Regions from separate parts of the Zea mays genome. Here regions 1 and 3 are each linked to region 2. A link is a contact called in public Hi-C data. All regions are on one chromosome and are shown on one strand. The core of a region is the stretch at or near the end of the contact, and the rest is flanking DNA. Distances in the headings are between cores, read along the strand shown. Region 1 has its middle 27 kb from the start of LOC100280769. Region 2 holds the start of LOC100272364. Region 3 holds the start of eIF4E1 (eucaryotic initiation factor 6).

Region 1 (3,272 bases), core at 182-2,681, 300 kb before region 2:
GAGCGGGTTTTTTTAGATCTCACCTTTCTTCACAAAAATGACTCCCAATCTTTCGGCTCCACATGAGAATCAGTTTTAAAAAATACCCGTTTGGCACGGCTCCTCCAGATTCTCGCTTAGAATCAGGAGCTGGAGCTGTGCCAAACGGGCCCTAATATAGGCCTCCCAAGAGCACCTTAAATTCACTTAGAATTTGCTAACTAATCTAAAAATCCTAAAACCAACTTTACCAAAGAGCTCATGAAATTAGACATCCAACAAAATTTGTCCCATTAATTTATCATTTTTCTATGATTTTTAGCTCAATTTACAAGTTTGCTGATAAAAGAAACGACAAAACTGAGTACAGTATTGGGCCAAAACCTAGCCCAGCCGACCCAGGCAGAGTTTGCCTACAACGAACAGCCCGCGTCCGCATCACACATCTTGCAAAAAGGACCTTCGCGCTCAAACTAATCCACATTGGCCCTTGCCACTGTTGATCTTACTCACTGACAGATTCACTAAAGGCATGTTTGGTTTGTGGCTAAATGTGTCACACTTTGTATAAGGTTAGTCGTCTAAATTGAATAACTAACCTTAGGCAGAAAAGTTAGGCAAAGTGTGGTAATTGAGGTAGCAAACCAAACATGCCTTAAGTTCATCAGATTCCACTCTTTTACAAAGTTCCAGCCACGACGCCGGCGCTATCCTAGGCTCGGTGAACCCGATCCCGAGACATCCCCGCGGTAGATCCTCTCCCAAGTACACGGAGAGCATTAGAGACTCACCAAATTCCTGGTGGGTGCACGAAATCACTCGGGGAAGACGTGGTTTGAACGGCCGGAGATGAGGCTGTCTATGACGTCGATCTGCGGCGGCGCGGTCTGGCGGCAAGTTCCCCGTTCCCGATCAAGGATCCTGGCCTCGGTGAGGTAGCGCGACGGCTGGCGTGGTGACCAGATTTGGAAGGCAACGACGACAAGGGGTGGGTTTAGACTGAAAGAACTGCGTGACCAAGCTACTACGGTGTAGAAACAGGGACGGTAAAACTCTAGCCGGACCTAGATAAGAAGCACAAGCCGAGGGAGAAGAGAAACACCCCTTTTGCCTTGGCAACCACAGCAAGGTATAAACCGAAGCAGCTCTAACATCCATTACTATCTCGACATGTACAGGTTATGGCTAAAGTTTGCATGGACCTGAGCACGTGGCCCAGGCATCCACACCCATGTAAGGGCAAGCTACAGCGAGGAGAGACTAAAAAAATAGTGGGGTTTTGATAGAGCAGCACAGCAATAACTAAGTCAGCAGTTGGGATAAGGTTTGAGCTCTTTGGTCCCAGATATTTGAAGTCCAAGCTCATCCTTTCATAAAGTGCTAACACCCCTCCTCATACTCCGTTTGACAGAAACAACAAAAGCGACACAGTGACTGGAATCTTCTTCAGACACATGCCCCAATACTGAACCAACTGAATTTCAACCCACTGGACTGACAGAGGCATTTCAGGGTCCTAATACTCCATCCTTCTTATAGCAACTCACTGCCCTTAACACAAGAAACTTACTCATTATCTATAGTTCTTCATTTCTATACAAAAATCGAAGGTTAAAAATATGCATAACAGAAGTTACAAATGCTCAAAGTGAGCCCCATTCACTGGATTTTGGTTCAGCTAACTGAAACATTTATATGTCTGACAGAAAGGGTTTTGGGTACCTTTTATTCCAAATTTTTGCACAGCACTAGGCCTACTCACCATAAGAAACTTGTTTCCTAATATAAGACCTTCAACTTCTCTACAAATTCTATAGTCCAAAACCTTAGGAACCGGTCACAAAAGAGCTCCAAACTAGGCACCATCCACTGAATTTCAGGTTTCAGAAACTGAACAAAATTTCAGTCAAAGCAACCTGACAGCCCATCTTGGAACTAACTTCTCTCCCAAATTTGTGTAGCACCAACCCAACATTGCTTTAATAAGTTTGTTCTCCTAGATATGGTCTTCCATTTTTCTATAAAGTTCTTTGTCCAAAACTACCAGGATTTGGCACAATAGAGCTCCAAACAGAGCACCAAACTATAAATTCAGGTTTCAGTGATCCGCACAAAAATTCAGTTTATGCACACTGACAGTCCCTTTTTTGGGCAAGTTTTACTCCAAATTTTGTATAGGGTCATGTCAAGCTCACTTAAGGAAAGTTATTCACCAACAGATGGTCTTCAATCCCTTTATGGATCTCTAAGCCCAAATACTTAGGGATTAGTCACAAACAAGCGCCCAAAACTGCTATCAAACACTAACTTCAGGTTCAGTTACTGTTGTAAGTCTGAAAACTCAGAAAACTGTCAATCAATCTTTGGACTATCTTTTCTACCAGTAGAATATAGCTTTGGGGCTATATCACTCAATAAGAATTGTTCTCCTATCATTTCTATACGAGTTTGGTATAGTGTTCATTAACCACAACCTCCTGGATTCCAAAATATCAAGGCCCAAAGTTGGATCCAAATACTGAAATTCAGCCTCTGAACTCTACTAAGTCTGAAATCCAGAAACTCTGTTAGCTCTACTTTGGACCAGTTTTTCTCTAAATTCTATATAGATTTAAGGCTAGGTTACTTAATCAAAGTCACACTCCTCACATAGCTCTATAACTTTGTTACAATGACCACCTTTAAAATGTTTATAGATCAGAAGTTATAAAGGACCAAAATTGACTAGTTGATATGATTTTCAGAAATCCTAATCTGACCCCAAAACTGAACTTTTATGAATCACTCCAAATTTCTCTATAAAACATGGAAACCTCCAAATAAGAAATTTATTCACTTTTCCAAGATCCACAACTTTGATATATGGGCTTTTGCCAAATTCTTTCTAGATTTTGAATTCCTCTTTTGGGCTACTTTTAGGGTTTCAAATGTGGCTACTGATTCTTCCAGTGATTCATCCTTCTGATCCCTCCAACTAAAGCAAAGTTACTCTCTAGCTCAAGACCTAATCTTTGATACACATAGCTCATATCCAAAATGTCCTGGTTTAGAATTTTCTTTACTTAACCATCTATTCCAAGCAAAGCTCAAGTTAAGGCTTGGAGTTATTCCAGCTCCTTAAGTGCTTCTTCCACTTGACCATCATTCCAAAACAAGGCCACTCTAGGCTCTAAAAACTTACCTTTAGCACTTAAGACTCCAACTCAATTTTTTACTTGCTTAAGAGATGACCTACTCCTGTTTAGCTTAGGTCCTTAAACTAAGTCTTATAATCAATATACAATCATCACACT
Region 2 (3,481 bases), core at 345-2,844:
ACTTTATAATTCATTGTCCCACATATCATGATCTACCTAAGGATTGGCTAGTGTTTTGTTTTTTCTGTCCTTGGTTATCCTTTGGGAACTGGTTACTATGATTAGTATCATGTTACTGCTCTACTTTAATCAATGAACATGGTGAGAACATTTATGATATAGTGATGATATCTTGATTATATGTTGAACATGATGAACTTGTGATATTCTAGGGGACTTAGGCCGTTTTCCAAGTACCTCTCCGTAAGGACCTGTTCGTTGGATGATCAGCTGGAAAAATAGTACAAACATGAGGGTGATATGGGACGCCCTTAGCTAATTAATTAGAGGAACTTGATGTATAGTTGGTGCCTGCGGACGTGTCGAACCCAACGCACCTGCTATGACTCCATCGTTGTCGCGGCCGTTCATCTCCTCGATGGAGATGGTGGGAGCCCCTAGGCGCTAGCATTGTCATTGGCTTCATCGGCGACCTGTCCCCCACGGACCAAGCGACCAGCTCGTGGTGGCCATGTCTTCATAGAGAGGCGAAGCCTGGCTTGCCCGCTGGAAAGCGGGAGGACGCAGGACAAGTCAGGTGGAGCCCCGTCGTCGCACACGGGGACCGATGAGTTGGGGGGAGGCTCGCTGTCTGTGAAATATATCTAGTGATAAGTTGTCCGAGAGAGGCGAGATGCGTGGAGGCGGGTTGCGGCTGTGTAGGCATGTCCTTATCTACGACGACACGAGAAATGAACGGGCGGAACACATCACGCGTCGTAGTCTATTTGATCTGTTCTGCATTGCGGGGGAGACAACACAAGTCTGTTACCGTCGGGAGCTCGCACGATGCAGGAAATCCACCGGAAGGGGCGGGTGGGGCGGTTGGCTGGACGAGGGACCCTTGCGCGGGCGGGAGGAAGGGTGGAGTCATTACCGGTCTATATTATTGACTTAATAATAGATAGTAGATATTTATATTTTATTAACTATAACTATTCTATAAACACTTGGGATGATGTAATAATGTTTAAAAAAGAGAGAAGTGAGTTTTATAGCGATAGTTTTCTTTCACATAATTACTAACTCTTTATATGTCATAAAATTTAATATCTACAAAATTATAAAATATTTTTATTAAAAATGTTTAACCTATATGATACTTCTATCGTTTCAAAATATAATTCGTTTGATCTTTTGAACTCTAACTTTGACCACTCGTCTTATTAAAAAAATTCATAAAAAATGAAAAATCTTAAGTCATATGTAAAATATATTTGATAATAAACAAAACACAACGATTTTTTGGTTTTTTCTGTAATTTTTGGAATAAGATGAGTTAGTCAAATTTGTGTAAAAAATTAAATGAATTATAAATTGGAACGGAGTGAGTATGCTAGTTTTTGAAACAACGAGATATTTTTTTAAGAAAATACGCTGCAGTCGAGGTAATAAAAAAAACATAAACGAACATGATGTATCAATTTAATCCTATTTCCCGTTGATCCGTGGCTGCACGAATCTTATCGTAGTCCACTCGAAGTCGCCTCCCATTTCGCGGGTCACCGGCTCGCCGCTGCGTCAAGCGAGCGCTTCCCCCCAGATCTCGACTTCTCGAGCCTGTCCTCCGCCCCCCACAGGCTCTGCTGGATCCAGAACCTTCTAGAACCCCTGCACTGCGCGGTGCGCGCCATCCTCCTCCTTCCTTCCATCCAGATCTCGACACCCCTCGCCGGCCCAGACCTCCGGTCCTGTCGTGGCCCCGGGGTTCGGGCGGTGAGTGAACCTCTCGTGGAGGATTGGTAGTGGATAATTCGTGTGCCGCCGCTTGGTTTATCGACTTCTTATTCTCGCTTGTTGCGTGTGGCTGACGCCCAAGCTTTAGCAACGCAGAGTCATTACTACTTGGTTTTGGTTACTTGGTAGTGCCCGTGCACAAAGTAGAGGGACGTTTCAATTTCTTACACCTCGTCACCCTGCAGCATATTTGTTTTTTTATCCCGTTGTGGCGGGCATTTTCTGCCCCATGACTGTGGCTGTTCTGACAGTTTGATACGCTGATTATTAGGACCGGCAGGATATGTGATCATGGCTATGGCTGCTTTCTAACGTAATAATATGATCTCTGATCGGGTGAACTTATTTTCTTAATCTTGTTATTAGGCTGCCAAAGAATCAGTGGCCATGGGATCTGCTATCCTCAACAGCATTGCCCCCGAGGAGCCTAAAGTGGTCGTGCCAGAGTACGGTGAGACGGCTGATATCCAGGACAAGGAAGTTAGTATGGAACAGCTCTGCTCCATAAGCACCTATGATCAGTGGACGCCACTCTCTGTTTCTGGCCAGCTTCCCAAACCACGCTATAAGGTCTACTTCGGTTGTCTTGACTGCCTAATTTCACTTAGCTCATTTAGTGACCTGTTGTCTGTGATGACTGCAGCATGGAGCTGTGGTGATTCAGCAGAAGATGTATGTCTTTGGTGGAAACCACAATGGCCGTTACCTTGGCGACATTCAGGTAAATTGTTCATCAAGATGTTGTATTTATTAATAGCTGCATTTATGGGCAGGCATTCTCACAACCATCTTGAATTGAGATGTTGTACTGAGCCAGCACCTTCATCTTACTGACAATGCCATGGATCTTAACATCGGGAATCCTTTTCTGATTAAAGGTTTTGGACTTCAAAACTTTGTCATGGTCAAAGCTGGAAGCTAAATCACAAGCAGAACCATCAGAATCAGCTGGAGCAGTTCCGTTTTCTGCATGTGCTGGCCATTCAGTGGTAATCACCAAAAGCTCTTTTCACTCAAGTCTTAGGGAATCAGCCAGTTTTATCCCAGTTGGTTAGCTTATAACTGTATATTGTATTTGCATCTGTCTTTAATATCTTTCAGATTCAATGGGGAAATAAGATCCTATGTCTTGCAGGACATACCAGAGAACCTGCAGAAAGTCTCAGTGGTTAGGCTAATATTCCACTCATCTTTTGCTATTCATTTATCAGTGTCTTAGTTCTTATTTCTTATGCGCATTTATGACAGTTAAGGAGTTTGATCCACAAACCTGCACTTGGTCTACCTTGCGTACTTATGGAAGGTCACCTGTATGATTATGCTTTTCTGTGTTTTATTGCCAAAGCTTCTATAGTATTTATACAAATTAGCTTGTTACCTGAAGCTTGCTTTTGTTTTTCGTTGTTTTCCCCCAAATCTGTGATGAATTTTCCTATTTCCTTTAGAGTTCACGTGGTGGTCAGTCAGTGACCCTTGTTGGAGACACTCTAGTGGTCTTTGGCGGTGAAGGTCATGGGAGATCTCTTCTGAATGATCTGCACATTCTTGATCTTGAGACCATGACTTGGGATGAATTTGAGACCACGTAAGCTCTGTGAAGTAAATTTAATTTGAATTGGTTGATTTGTATTAGAAATGGTTTAGGTAAAAGTAAAACTGTAAGTGTGGATGTGTTTTTATGCACTGGTCTCTACTGGATAGAATT
Region 3 (3,251 bases), core at 551-3,050, 470 kb before region 2:
GTATCCTGTATCACAAAGATGGTTCAAGAGGTTGAAATCCAAGACAAGATAATGGATGAGCTCAACATGTACCAGGATGGGATGGGATCGTTTGGAAAAGATATTGCCACAAGGTAGAGGAGGAATGAAAATTTTAATCCAAGTGATTGAAAATCTGACTTCTCTTTTCATTAGCCTAATTTCACATGTATTCATTAGGCCAATCTAAATACTGATACTCTACTTTTTATGCAGCTAAATGGTGGTTGAACCATGGAAATAGTTCTCCAAATCTTAGAAAGCTAGCAATAAAAATTTTAGGCTTAACATGTAGCTCATCAGCATGTGAAAGGAATTGGAGTGATTTTGAAAAGGTAAGAACAGATTGTGCAATTTTCACAATTGCTTGTTACTAGAGCAGTAGAGTTGTCTCTTATGTACTTATCTAAAATGGTCATGGTTTCTATAAATCTTTATAGGTTGACTCAAAGATAAGGAGCATACTTCTCCATGATAGGATGAGGGACCTTGTGTTCGTCAAATTTAACTCAAAGTTGAAGCAAAAAAAAGAGAACAAATCAAGAGACCCAATTGAGAAGCAGGTTCCTGATATCCTAGAAGATAGTGGCAATGAGTGGATCACTAGAGTTGCATCAATTGAACAAGAACAAGCACAAAACACTGAATTTGTTGAAGCTACAAATGCACAAGGTCAGTCATCAAGGACAACAATAGAAACGGGAAAAAGGAAGAGAGAAATTCAGCCTAGAAGAAAGACAAGGACAAGGAAGCTCATTGATATTAATGAATGCAATGATGATGAACCTAAGCTTGCTTCATCCTCTGATTCAGAAGAAGATGATGCACATGTTGACATGGATCAAGAGTCCTCAAGTTCTCATTCTTCTGATTCGGATAACTCCGTGTTTGATGAATAGAATGCACTAGTAGTAGTTCACTTACACTATTGCACTAATAATAATTTTGTTATGTAATGGATGTCTGGATCATGGTATTATGTAGCTAACTTGCTACAATGCTACCTTGGTGAACTGATGAACTACTTGTTTGCTATTGTAGTAAGTAGTATTTTAAAAGTTGGAACTATTGAATTGTTTGCTGCTAAACTCTTTTGGCCTCTGTGTTGTTTGTTTAAGGCTTTACCGCTTTATTAAGCTGCTTTCCAGTCTACAGCTGCTCGCTGTTTGGTGTTTGCTAAGGTGTCACAATGTCAACTATTGATTGAATGCTGCATTGCTGCATATGCTACAATTGTTGGATGGTTGTACAACTCCAACTTTGACTGTGTTATTGTCAGTCTTATTGACTATGTCTGTGTTATTTTTTACAAATCCACTATTTGCTATAGCTACGCTATACCTGCGCTATAGCCTCGTAGCCTAAAAAAATGTTGCCGCTAGTTTGCATAGCCCGCTATTTTAAACCTTGCTTTGAGCTATGAGAAAACTGCCGCGAGCTGGTCGTTTTGGAAAAGCTAAAATATAATTCTATAAGAGCATGATAGCTTGTAATACGAATAATAGAAATATGGAAAGTCTAAGGTAAGGGGTGATTCTAAATTAGACTAGAGGAATTTATAGATTTTTAAGAATCTATTCTGCTGTTGTACCTATTTTGTTGAGATTCCAGTTTTTTGACAGTGAATCTAATCCTTTGAATATTTTTTTTCATAAATCTACAATTCGGACAGTGTTATAATGAATTTGACGAGAAGCTGGTCTATCCCAACCACCTACCATGGGCCTGGCCTGGCCTGGCCCATTTCTATGAGAAGAGAGGAGGAGAACTGAAGGGATCAAAGGGAAAGGAAACCTAGACAAGCGAGGCGGCGGCCCCGCGTTCTCCGTCTCCGTCTCCGTCTCCGTCCGCCCGGCGTAAAGAAAAGCCTCTCTCACCACAGCCGCCACGCCATGGCCGAGGAGACCGACACCAGGCCTGCCTCCGCGGGCTCCCGAGGCCGCCCCGCGCCCGAGGACGACGACAGGGAGGAGGGCGAGATCACCGACCTCGCCTGCGCTCCTTCCCCGCCCGCCACGCACCCGCTCGAGCACTCCTGGACCTTCTGGTTCGACAACCCGCAGAGCAAGTCCAAGCAGGCCGCCTGGGGGAGCTCCATCCGCCCCATACACACCTTCTCCACCGTCGAGGAATTCTGGGGGTGCGTTCATTCTCTTCAGATTCGCCCTCCCTCGTCCTTCTATCCTCTTCCCCTGATCGCATCCCACTGTTTCTCTTTTCCGTTACAAATCCTCCGACCGAGGGCCGCCGCATGCTCATGTAATTGGTAAATTAATTCGGTGACTAGTGCTAGCCACTTAGATGTTACGTAAATCTATATATGAGCCCAACCTGTCACCCTTCAGTTCACGGATCCGAGCCGAAACTCTTGACATATCCTAGCTGCTACTGTTGCCTTTTGATTGAGTACTCCTTCCGTCCAAAATGTAAGGGGTTTTGGCTCTCTTTTTCCCGTCTACATCCATATCCATGTTAATGAATCTAGACACATATTCAAACCACATACATGATATATAATATTTGGATCAGTAAAAGGTTAGAACTCCTTACAATTTGGGACCGTGGAGTAAATAAGAGTAAAGTTCACTTCTGATCCTTAAACTTTTCTGCTGTGTCAATTCTGTACATCAAATTTTAAAGTATGTCTCTTAAGAGCTCAATCTCTGTTTGAGTCTCTATTAAGTCCTAACAGGTTGCTGTGGCCCACATGCAGTCGTTGAGGAAGAAGAGAGAAGGGTGGATGGGGTGGGGGTCTAACAGACCACAACGACTGACATATAAGCCACGACAGCCCGTTAGGATGTAATCGAACAGAGATTAAGCCCTTAAAAGACATACTTTAAAAGTTTATGGATCAGATTGACACAGCCAGACAGATTTAAGGACCGGAAGTGCACTTTACTCGAGTAAATAATAAATTGAGCCTCCAACGTCACACAAAACCTTTTATTCTACATAGATTTGTGAACTCTTTGGAGGTTTCATTTAGGGCATGTACCCTGCATATTAATGCACCATGCCTTAAGATGTGTCAAAGAGCTTCTTCAATAAGGTGTCTCGAAATAGTGTCCTAAAAATTAAAACACTACATTATTTAAAGTGTTTAGAACACTAAAAACAAATTGAGGTCCAATAGTTAAGTCCTAAATCATGTATTTTAGGAAGTAAATTACATTTTTTTTAATAAAAAAATGCTAAGAATAATGTAGAAAACAAGGATAGATCACTAACAT

What was found. A called contact is a pair of places that touch in the nucleus more often than the background predicts.
Region 1: a contact with region 2 is called in a Hi-C map of leaf, with 5 times the contacts expected there. The contact joins the enhancer-like site here to the promoter of LOC100272364 in region 2. A contact is called at or near these places in 2 of 25 Hi-C or Micro-C datasets (ear and leaf).
Region 3: a Hi-C map of endosperm shows a contact between it and region 2, with 2.8 times the contacts expected there. The contact joins the promoter of eIF4E1 here to the promoter of LOC100272364 in region 2. A contact is called at or near these places in 3 of 25 Hi-C or Micro-C datasets (endosperm, leaf and tassel).

Annotation. Positions count from the first base shown.
Region 1 is chr3:134,203,825-134,207,096 of Zm-B73-REFERENCE-NAM-5.0, forward strand. No RefSeq gene overlaps it. Among protein-coding and RNA genes, the nearest start is that of LOC100280769, 27 kb to the right of the region's middle. Within about 2 kb of position 1,432, at least 3 of the 20 cell types and tissues checked have an H3K27ac peak or open chromatin away from gene starts, as enhancers often do. A contact at or near this core is called in leaf, where this site is marked.
Region 2 is chr3:134,498,761-134,502,241 of Zm-B73-REFERENCE-NAM-5.0, forward strand. LOC100272364 reads left to right here and starts at 1,595. Exons shown (of 14, transcript NM_001359607.1): 1 at 1,595-1,662; 2 at 2,143-2,346; 3 at 2,420-2,497; 4 at 2,655-2,765; 5 at 2,878-2,944; 6 at 3,025-3,086; 7 at 3,222-3,361. The coding sequence starts at 2,164.
Region 3 is chr3:134,030,050-134,033,300 of Zm-B73-REFERENCE-NAM-5.0, forward strand. eIF4E1 (eucaryotic initiation factor 6) reads left to right here and starts at 1,801. Exons shown (of 5, transcript NM_001174185.1): 1 at 1,801-2,158. The coding sequence starts at 1,911. It overlaps LOC109945285 (a long non-coding RNA gene), which reads left to right and starts at 224. Exons shown (of 2, transcript XR_002268413.2): 1 at 224-353; 2 at 459-636.